Linked DNA regions of Mus musculus: region 2 is linked to region 1. The links are chromatin contacts, called in public HiChIP or PLAC-seq maps. All regions are on one chromosome and are shown on one strand. The core of a region is the stretch at or near the end of the contact, and the rest is flanking DNA. Distances in the headings are between cores, read along the strand shown. Region 1 overlaps Kazn (kazrin, periplakin interacting protein). Region 2 holds the start of Prdm2 (PR domain containing 2, with ZNF domain).

Region 1 (5,278 bases), core at 1,369-3,868:
CTCAGAGGCCAAGGCTTGTCTGGCTTGTGAGAGGCCCCAGGTTCCTTCTCCTGCACACAACCTTACAACCAACAGCCATCAAGAAAATGCCAACCCTAAGAGCGTGTAAAACATGTTTACTCTCAGTATCTTGTTCAAACAAAGGAGGATTTCATGAGGCTGGGGGAGGGGTGGGTGGAGGAGGGAGGCCCTCTCTCCCTTCACAGGGGGTTCTGACCCAGGACTACCACTTTGCACAAGAACCTCTATAATGGAGTGGCTCAGGGTCCCTCAGCTCTGGGGATGGATGTGAGCCTCAAAGGCTGGGGCTGGGCAGGTCCTAATGGTGGCTCAGCTGTGTGCAGTGTTGGCCTTCTGTGGAGGAGAGCCGTCTTCTCCCTGTCTTTGTTTCCCTGGGTCTTTTCCACAGTGCTGTCTGCCCAGGGGTCAGAGTAACACTCAGTGGGTTGCACAGAGCATGAGATTAGCTCACTGGTCCTATTGTCCTTCACTCCCCAGATATTCACTGGCCACCCACTCTGTTCCCCACACTGTTCCAGAAGCCAAGGATCCAGCAAATGGCAAAACAGAGAGCCACAGAGTAATTAGAAATAGCCCTGGTGCCTGGTGCTAAAGAAGAAACTACAAGAGGGAAGGGTGGGCTATGCCAGGGTCGGCAACTTTAGAAACTTCCAGAAGAAACTGACACTGATAATCTAGTCAGTACCTTCTGGGGCCAAGCCCTGCTGGGAATTCGTCAGATACCTATGGGGCTTAGGGACGGCCTTGGAAAATCATGGAGAGGGATAGATAACCTGGAGCACTCAGGACCCAGGACCTGGAGCACGAGTGGGAGCCCTGCTGTATACTCTGGTATGGCTGTGCACACTAGGTCTCAAGGGACAGACACCAGCACCATCTGTCACTTGAGAGATTTTATGAGCTAATACTTGCAGAGTGCTTACAGCAGTGGCCAGCCCATGTGCAAGCCCAGGCATTGTCACTCCTGGACAGGAGCCATTATCCCCATTTATTGTTGAGTAAACCATTGCCTAGAAACCACAGAGTCTGGATTTGAACCCAGAACTGGCACTTCTGGTCCATCAGGTGATGCCTAAGCTAAGAACTCGACGCCTGCTGCCCAGTGCAGCTGTGCCCTATGAACGGGGCCCAGTTTGTAGATGGAACTGTCACTCACTATGTAACATTGGATTAACCTGAACTTCTAACCCTCTTGCCAGCAACCTCCCAAGTTCAGGAATTACAGGTGTGAACCACCACATCCGGTTTGTGTGTTGCTGGTGAGTGAACCAAGGGCTCTGTGCATGCCAGCCAAGCACTCTTTCCGACTCCCGTCCGCAGCCTATGGCCGTTGCTAAAGAATCTCGTGTAAGCTTAGTTTGTGCAACTAACTTAGTTTCCTGCCATTACCAACACTGGGATCTTCTCCCCACATAGAAAGCTGGGGGACTGGGGGCAGTGGCTGGCAGCAGGTGAAAGACCATGCCCTCACCCAGCCTGGGTGGCCCTGGCAAGCCAGCGGAGATGCTTCATCCAAGTTCCAGAGCGGAGAAAGCACCTCCTGCCAGCTTCCCTTCTTAATCCAAAAACCATTTTGCCCTGAAGTCTTAATGTAGAATCCAGGAAACTTGTCTTTGTTTTGAGCCTGTGGCAGCCTGCTGCTTCCCTGGAGGCTGTGCTCCAAGTTTCAGTAAATCCAGCCTACCAACCAGCCAGCCTGCTGGGGGGCGGGGGGGGGGGGGGGAGGGAGGGGGAATGGGACCGGCATTCCCACACACTCTTTCTGATTTCCCCCACCCTGACCCCACCTGCCAATGCTAGGTGCAGGCCCTTATGTTTTGCAGAGCAGAGAGTTACAAGGTCACTGCAGGGTCTCAGGGTCATAAAGGCCTCAGTTAGGCCTGAAAGTGAGAGTGTCAACTGACTGTGGGACCCAAGATTGGTCATTGCACCCTGAGGAGCCTCGCTTTGCCCACCTGCCAGGATGAAGCACAGAATCTCATTGGGGACCATGGGAACGAGTGTATCGTTTGGGATACGAAGTGCTGATATCCCATATGCTTGCAGAGCATATCACCGAGGTCACTGATGTCATTTCATGTGAGCCTTCCAACACAGAGCAGGTAGGACCAAAGGTTGAGGACTTGCAGGGCCCCTAGTGCTGTGATCTGGCTCTAAGTCTAAGGCTCTTTATACATTCCGAGTACAAACTACTGGTTTTTATCCTGTTATCCCAGGTCCTCAAGGGTTCCCAGGAGACAGTAGTCACAAGACAGCAGCTGAAAGCATAGATGACCCTACCTACTCCTTACCTTCATGTCCCCACCCCCAGCTCCTCAGAAGTTCCCCAAAGTTCCTCCTTCACTCTCCTTGTTTAGCCATACAGGGTTGTTTGTTTGGGCTGTTACTAGCCCAACTTCTGTGATTCCCCTCCAGTGCATCAAGCCGGAAATTCTTCTCTCCTGTTCCCGAGAGCAGGAGCCCTTTTCTCCTGCACGCTGACTCAGCACTTTCCCGGTTCCCAGCCTGCAAAACTGAAAGCAGCCAGCCTCTCTTTCAGCCCCACCCGGAGCCCAGGAATGGTCTTTAGACCCAGGCCGAGCCTCGGTGCCACTCCCCAAGACATGCCCAGACACATTTGCGGACCAGTCATTTCTCCCCTCTCAGAGCCCCCTTTGCAATAAAGAAAGTTCTGGGCCTTCGTTCTAACAAAACCCCGGTGTGTGGCCACCTCAACTCCCTAAGCTGTAGGGAGGACAAAGCCTAGTCAGGCGGGGGCCCTTGGATCAGATTGGAGTCACTGGGCCTCATACAAACCACCCTGAGTGAACCAAGGTCCTGTCATAATACACAGTGACCTAATGCAGGTGCATCAGGAAGTGGTTGGTGCTGGGGACCCAGGCTGCTGGCAGAGGGCAGAAATAAAAGGTGACCTGGGGCCAGGACCTCTGGGAGCCTTGGCAGTAGACCTTTTTATTAGGGAAAAAATTCACTCATTCACAGAAGCCAGCGCAATGATGTCATGAATCTGGGTACCCGCCATTGGCCCCACCTCTGTTCTGAGTCGGCCCCACCCGTGCCTGCTCCGCCCTCTTCATATTATCTAAAGTGAGTCCCAGCCACTGGAGATGTGTACAGGGCTTGCATTCGAAGCTACAGAAAAACAAAAGACTTGCATCACTTTGAATTTCCTAGTCACATATAAACTCATTGATCTATCAACGATTTGTTTGCTTGTTTGTTTGTTTTTGCTTGGCAGGATCCAGGAGGCTCGCAGTGGGTTGCATTGCAGCCCCTTGTGTGTCTCTCCATGTTTGTGCGTGCACACACATTGGTGAGGTCAAAGGTCAACAACGAGTATCTTCTCCAGTGACTTTCCGTCTTAGTTTTTGGAACAGGGTCTCTTACTGAACCTGACTCTCAGTAATTCACATGCTGTCTGGCCAGCATGGCCTTGGCTGGCCGAAACTGAGGGAGGCCTGGCCTGCGCCAGGTATTCCCTGCTGACACACTAACACACAATCTTCTCCTGGCTTCTTGGACAGCCAGCCCTCTCTTTCCCCTCTTCCTTTCTGTGACAGCAGGCTGACCTCAAAATTAACTGTATAGCTGAGGATGACTTTGAACCTCTAATCCTCCTGCCTCCACTCCCCTGAATACTGGAACTCCAGGCACGTGTCACTATACCCAGTGTATGTGGCCCTGGGAATTGAAGTCAGGGCTTCATGCATGTCAGACAAGTATTCTGCCGACAGCCGCGCCGCCACAGTCCCTCTATAAGCTTTTTGCTAATCACCCACAGCATCTCCCAGGCCCCAGTGCAAAGCCCAGGATGGGAACCAAGGAAGCAATCACAGTGTAGTACGGTGTACTAACCGTACTAACCGTGGGAGTAACTCATCCCCTCTGTCCAGCCCACGGCACCACACGGCACCAGGCAGAGTCTCAGCTCCCTGCCCCTGGGACCTCCCATGCCCTCTTCAAGGCCTAAGCTCCAGCTACGTGAAATCTGTTGTGACCCTTAAACACCTGCAGCCACAGAAGTACCACCCTTCCCCAGAAAAGACACCAAGTTCTCTTTTCCCCAGAGGCAACTTCGAACCTCCTGACCCTGGAAGATCAGACTGTGAAGCCCAAATGCAAAATATACCTGACATCAGTCCGATGGGAATGAAAAATAATGGGGTGGGGGCGTGTCTGGAAGCCTCACAGTTTTAAGGAGCTGAGGAGAGCAGTCAAGGTCACAGTGAATGGCAGTGGGGAGGGGGCGGGGTGGGGGGCTGGGCCAGTACCTCGCAAAGAACTAGGGTAGGTGATAGATGCATTTCAGACACAGTGAACAATGAGTTCAAATATCCTGTGGCTCCTTTAGAAAAGTGGTTTACCAGCCCTTCTGAAGGGCTGCCTGGCCTGTTTGTTTATTTGCTCAGCCCAGCCCCTCCCTATGCAGTAGAGGAGGCAGGAAAGACCTGCAGGTGCAACCTGCTAAATACCTGTAGCAGCCTGAGCCCCTCTCAGGACTCAGGGGGACCTACCAACTCTGCCTCAGAAGCCAACCACTCAATGGCTTGCTCTTGGGCCCGTTGTTTTTCCCTGTGGCCCTTTGGGTAGTGAGTCTCCACATGGGATCTAGTAGAGAGACTCTGTCTACAGACTGGAGATCTTTTTGGCTCTCCGAGGCTCAGCTCCTGCAGCTCCCCACTCCCCCCCCATGCCCCCCCCCCATCTCCCACTGCCTCCATCATGAAATTAGTCCCTGAGTCCCACTGGCCTACCCGAGAGGAGCCTCTAAGAAAGGCTGGGGGTACCTTTGCCCACTGTGGTACCTTGCAGCACAGCCAGGTGTGGTCCTGCTACAATGTAATGATCACATATACAGTATCAATTCCCCTGACCAGCCAAAACCCCCAGATTAACCTGCCAAGCTCTGCCATCAACTTCTCGATGTGAGGCATTTCCAGGGCCAGCCCTGTGCCACCAGCATGGAGGACTGTCACCAACTGGCATTTATTTATCTCGTCCCTAAAACTGGACTCCTGGGACATCTTGGCCCATGCCCCCAGATTGAAGGAACGGGTGTCTAAAGAAACGGAATGATCAGTTATTTGTGGGTGCCCACCAAGGCGGCAGAAAGCAGGGAGACCCTGCCACTCTTAAGGGGAGAGCTGCCTTTCACTGACACCTTCGCCATCTAGAAAGTGCTTCCTCTGCTACCTCAGGACCTTTGCACATGCTCTTCTGTTGGATAGACCGTTCTCCCCTCCCCCCATGGCCAAGC
Region 2 (5,342 bases), core at 2,489-4,988, 1.0 Mb before region 1:
AACTCAGGTTCTTCCTGTTTTGGCCTCCCATATAGCTATGCTTGTAGTCATCAGTTCTAGCACTCTTTATGCACAGACAAACAGACAGACAGACACACACACACTTCTCTTACCTACTCCAAGTCTTGAATATCTTAGAGGAAGCATGGTGATCTCGAACATGACAGTTGATAATTGTGATTGAACGGGCCATCAAGACAATATTTACCTTAGAAATTATGCTTGAGAATGTGTATGTGTGCAGGCAACACACACACACACACACACACACACACACACACACACACACACACACAGTTGCCTACAATGGCTACTGGTCTGGTCTAGCTTTTAAGTGTGTGTGTGTGTGTGTGTGTGTGTGTGTGTGTGTGTCTATGCATGTATGTGCTCCAAGGATGAATGAGGTGGGTGCTTTCTATGGAACTGAACTGTCCAAGTTAAAAACCTGGTTTCATTTCTTTTTTTTTAAATTTTAATAAGATTTATTGTTATATGTAAGTACACTGTACTGTCTTCAGACACATCAGAAGAGGGTGTCAAATCTCTCTTATTTTAATCCCTCCTCCCTCTTTTTTTTTAAATCCCTTCCCGTGTCAGATCTCTTTATGGATGGTTGTGAGCCACCATGTGGTTGCTGGGATTTGAACTCAGGACTTTCGGAAGAGCAGTCAGTACTCTTATCCGCTGAGCCATATTTCCAGCCCCTGGCTTCATTTCTTTAACTGGGCAATGTCTTCATCCACATTGGCCTTAGTTCTCACAGCTGTACATGCGCTCACCACACACAGCTGTGATGAATGGGACATAATCCATGTACAATGTCTATAACAGAACCTAGCAGGGAATAAGTATTGTCATTCAGGGAGTCTTAAGTCCACTTACATTGTCACTGATACTGTAGTTTAAAGTCTTTGGTACTAGCTATAAAGTGTTTAATCTTTTTTTTTTTTTTTTTTCGAGGCAGGGTTTCTCTGTGAGGCCCTGGCTGTCCTGGAACTCACTTTGTAGACCTGGCTGGCCTCGAACTCAGAAAACCACCTGCCTCTGCCTCCCAAGTGCTGGGATTAAAAGCATGTGCCACCACCGCCCAGCTAAGTTTTTAATCTTTTAAGGGGCAATTCTATAGAAATTGCTGTGGTTTTGATTACAATCACATTTTTTTTTAAAAAAAAATACAATGTCTGGGCTATACATAACTGCTTATCTCTATCTGTTTTGAGAGTCAGGGAGATGCCATTTTCCCCCCGTAAGTATTATCTATTTAGTGCTTAGACATTGCTCTGGGTTTTGAGTGTAGCATGTGCCATTTTAACACATAATATGTGCATAAGTGACCAGGGCTGAGCCAGGTGACTTGTGCAACATGGAGTTTCATTCACGTTGCAGACTTTGATAGTGAGTGTGTTGTATACGTCCGTCTCCTAATAAACAGACCACAATTTCTGATTAAAGCATCTCTATTCCCATCATCCTTCATTAGCAAGGCATTTCATCATTTCAAAGAAGGAAAACAGTAGTATTTAGTACACCGCACAGCTAATCATCACTAATGAAATTTCACTGTAATCTCCATAGCCTTTGTCTTTTTTAATTGAACAGATGAACTATAAAGTGTGTCGTTCAGTCTGGGAAGTATCACAGTTTAGAGAATTGAAACATGTTCAAACAAAATACACAGATTAAAAGTATACAGTGGTTGGTTAGAGGTGGTATTTAGAAGGACCGAAGATTTACTCAGTGTGGTAGGCTAAATAATCGTTACTAAGCATCTGACCTCAACTCAATCCCTTGAATTCTCAAGCATTACCTCTTGCAGAACTTCTGTTGCTATGACTCAGCAATGAAGAGATTAACTGTGGTTTAGCTGGGTATCCTCAGTGCAACTGTATAGATTATGAAAGAACAGAGGGAAATTTCACTACCTACAGAGGAGAAAGTGATGTAAAGATGAAGAGAGTGTGATGATGTTGGCCTTGAAGAGTTGAGTGGCATAGTGACAAGCCAAGGAATGTTGGCAGTCACCAGAAGCTGGAAGAAGGAAACAGTCTCCCCTAGAGACCTCAGAGGAAGTGTGGTCCTACTGACACCTTAGCTTGAGTCTACTGATACTGATTTGGACTCTAGCCTCTACATTTGCAGGAGATTAAATTTCTGTTGTTTTAAGACATCAAATCTGAAACCGTTGCCCCAGGGGAAAAAGGCATTGTCATATCAGATTAAAGACAGGAAGAACAGCCACTGCCTTCTTGGCATGGTGTTCTCTGGTTTTACCATGTCATGTTTTGATTTGACAAAAATCAAAATCCCCTATATTTCCTTTTGCATTCTATTGGATGCCAGGGGGTAAGTAGATTTTCTTTTAAAATGATGGCTATGGCAGTTTGGTGGTAGATGAGGTGGTGGTCTCCCTTTTGCTCCCACGCTACCTCAGATGATTTTTGATGCATATACTTAGTAAGGTGTTAATCAAATAAAGAGTGCAAATTCCAGTGGCAGCCTGTACCATAATAGTGTATATTCTAGTGACAAGTTTGCATGTCTCTCTTAGGTTTGTAAACTCTTGACTAGTGAGAGACATAAGCAAACATTTGAGGTTTTATTTCCTCTCTCCACGGGCTCTGTGGTGATCCAGACCTTGACAACACTTGACATTGTCCTCACCTGTCAACAGTACTGATGAGATAATCACCATGTCACCAATCCTTTACAGAGTATACCACAATCCACGTTGATTGACGTACTTTCTAAACAACAGGTACATTTGATGAGCTTGTCTGGTCTTTCCAAAGTTTTGGAGGCACATTTGAACATAATACATTATCTATTTTTCAGATCCTTTTCTCAGAGGACTAATACGGCCCACTACACTTAGATTTTTTTTTTTTTTCCTTTCTTCTCAGAGGATAGCTTTATCTTGAAGTACTCATGGCTCTGGGTACCATCTAGATGTGACAAGTAACTTTCATCTCTCTACAACTTCAGATTGATTGGCAACTATGTTCCCGTCAAACCTCTTTTCTGGGATGTCAGAAGTGGTCTCCAGTTCAATCCAATCCATCTCCAGCTCACTTGTTTGTAAATAGTGGTGCAGTTCCCAAGGGCAAGATGAAGGCCATGCTGGGTACCACAGAGCCTTGGCACTGACCTAGGCCCATAGCTGGCAGTTAGCAAATGCCTCCTGGTAAGGGATGAATACAGCCGCTCAGTTGCATCTGCTTTGCTGAAGTTTCGGGTTTGTGTGTGTGTGGCTATATTGGTCCTTTGCACACCATTTAAACGGTCTATTTGCCTGGCAGTGGTCTAGTGAGTGGCCTTCAGAGTGGATTCTGCTCTTGTTTTTCTTGAAACAAGGTCTAAGGGTGTGGTCCTGCCTTCCTGGAATTCACTATGTAGCTCTGGCTGCTTCTGCCTCGAGTTTGGGGATTAAAGTGTGCGCCACCACGCCAGTCAGTCGCGGTCGTCTGAAGTAGGGTGGCTTCTCTGACCAACTCTTGAGTTTCTCAGCCCTAACTCTATAGTGGTCAGGCTGGCCCGGCCATGGCGACGCGGGCTTCCCTTCGAGGTAATAACGCTCTGGGGCGAGCGGCGAGTCCGTGATTGACAGAGAGGGCGACACAGTCCGCCGGGGTCACGCCTGACCGTCGTGTTGAGCTCCTCGGGGTCGCAGGCCACGAGCTACGCGCGGGGTCGGGGTCGGGGTCGGGGGTTGTGGGCGCCGTGCCGACGTCACTTCCGGCCGGAGCCAAGATGGCGGCGGCGCGGCCGCGGGCGCCAGAGCGACGGCGGCGGCTGCGGCTCTGGGCTCGCTGAAGCGTTGGCACGTCGCGCTCTGGTGAGGAGCGGCGGAGCCGGGGAGGGCGGGCGGGCCTCGGGGGAATGTCCCTTGGTGTCAGTGAGGAGTGTGGCCACCGCGGCGGGGGCGACCGGGCCGGGCGCTAAGGGGATTGCGGGGCGGGCTGACGCGCCCCCTTCGAGCTTCCTCCGAACGGCCGGGAACCGGTGGCTGGCGCTGGCGCCGACGCGAGGCGGCGCGAAGGCTCCCGCTCCGCGGCTCTTAAGTCCCCGCGGCCAAGTTTCGGGTCCGTTTGGTGACGGCGCGGCGGACTCGGGGTGCGCGGCTGCGGGGTCGGCGGGGAGCGCACGTGGGCCCCGGGCGGTCCCCATCCGCAGGGCTGCGCTGATCTCTGCTCTTTTGTGTCCCGGGTTGAATGTGCGAGCGCATCTGCAATCCTCGAGTTGGTTCTGTGCCTCGAGCCTTTGTGTTTTTCACCCCCGTATAGTTTCCGTGTGCTATAAACCTGCCAGTGGGCTCCTCGAGTGTCCCCCATCGACCCACTGGTGCATACGTGCATGTGTCACAGGTGTGCGCTAGCATACATAGGACTGGTTTGCGTTCGTCAAAAGATCCATCTACTATGTCTCCGAGGGTGACGAGCGAGACACGAAATAGACCTTAACAGGTCAGTGTTCTTCCACGATCCACGCGTGAAGCACCGGCCAATGGCCTAGCACTTACCGTTAGGTCGGGCCTCGAGCTGGGGAAACAATCCCACAGATCGCCGGGAAGCCCCGTTGCCTCTTACTACCCAGCTGGAATTTACACCTAGAGAAATGGGGTTTCCCTTCACCCCCCGCATTTCATGTATTGAGGATTTGGGTGTATTTGACACGTGAACTGCCTTTTGCCAAGTTCCAGTGCCTTGCCCTTAGGACCCTTTAATGAAACACGGGAATGTTTGTTTCTAGTACACAGTGTCCCCAGAACATGACTAAAATTGTATCTCAAAGTTTTTTTGTTTACTTCGAGGTTATTCTTTAAAGTAATATATACAGCAAAGACAACCTCCCAATGGTTTTTTGTTTGTTTTTTGGTTTTTGTTTTTCTTTTACCTACAATAGCACAGACTACAGTTGGATCATTCTGCCCACGATGATATTGGAAAAGAGGTTTTAGGATATTAAGAGGAGGAACTGAGAGACATTATTCTGTTGTTTTCCTGTTCTATAGAGTTCTGTTTTTGAGATTGCACGCAGCTGCCACCCTCCAAGCTCTCTTTCACACACTTTATTTGATGAAATTTCTTTTTCATGAGCAATCTCGCCATAGCTTTGAAAACCTTCAGAGATCATTTAATAAGCCCCCTTTATTCCAAGCCATGGGAAGAGAGCTGTAAATCCATTGTTGGAAGCAACACTCAGCTGCATTTGGTGTTATTTCAGGGCTCGACCCTTCCCTGCCCCCCCCCCCCAAAAAAAAGCCGTCGATGCATTTACAAAGTTATTAGAACCAGGGACATAATGAGAATGCTCAATGAATGTTCGCTGTTTGTTGATGGAAGACT

The links. HiChIP or PLAC-seq counts read pairs in DNA pulled down with a chosen protein or histone mark.
Region 2: a contact with region 1 is called in an H3K27ac HiChIP or PLAC-seq map of embryonic stem cells, with 8 times the contacts expected there. The contact joins the promoter of Prdm2 here to the enhancer-like site in region 1. A contact is called at or near these places in 2 of 39 promoter capture datasets (embryonic stem cells and hippocampal neurons), 1 of 484 Hi-C or Micro-C datasets (the C2C12 cell line) and 3 of 115 datasets of contacts at active chromatin or transcription factors (all in embryonic stem cells).

Annotation. Positions count from the first base shown.
Region 1 is chr4:142,168,856-142,174,133 of GRCm38.p6, reverse strand. The region is part of intron 5 of Kazn (kazrin, periplakin interacting protein); the gene reads left to right. Among named protein-coding and RNA genes, the nearest start is that of Kazn, 44 kb to the left of the region's middle. Within about 2 kb of position 2,618, at least 50 of the 459 cell types and tissues checked have an H3K27ac peak or open chromatin away from gene starts, as enhancers often do. A contact at or near this core is called in embryonic stem cells, where this site is marked.
Region 2 is chr4:143,211,105-143,216,446 of GRCm38.p6, reverse strand. Prdm2 (PR domain containing 2, with ZNF domain) reads left to right here and starts at 3,738. Exons shown (of 10, transcript NM_001081355.3): 1 at 3,738-3,832.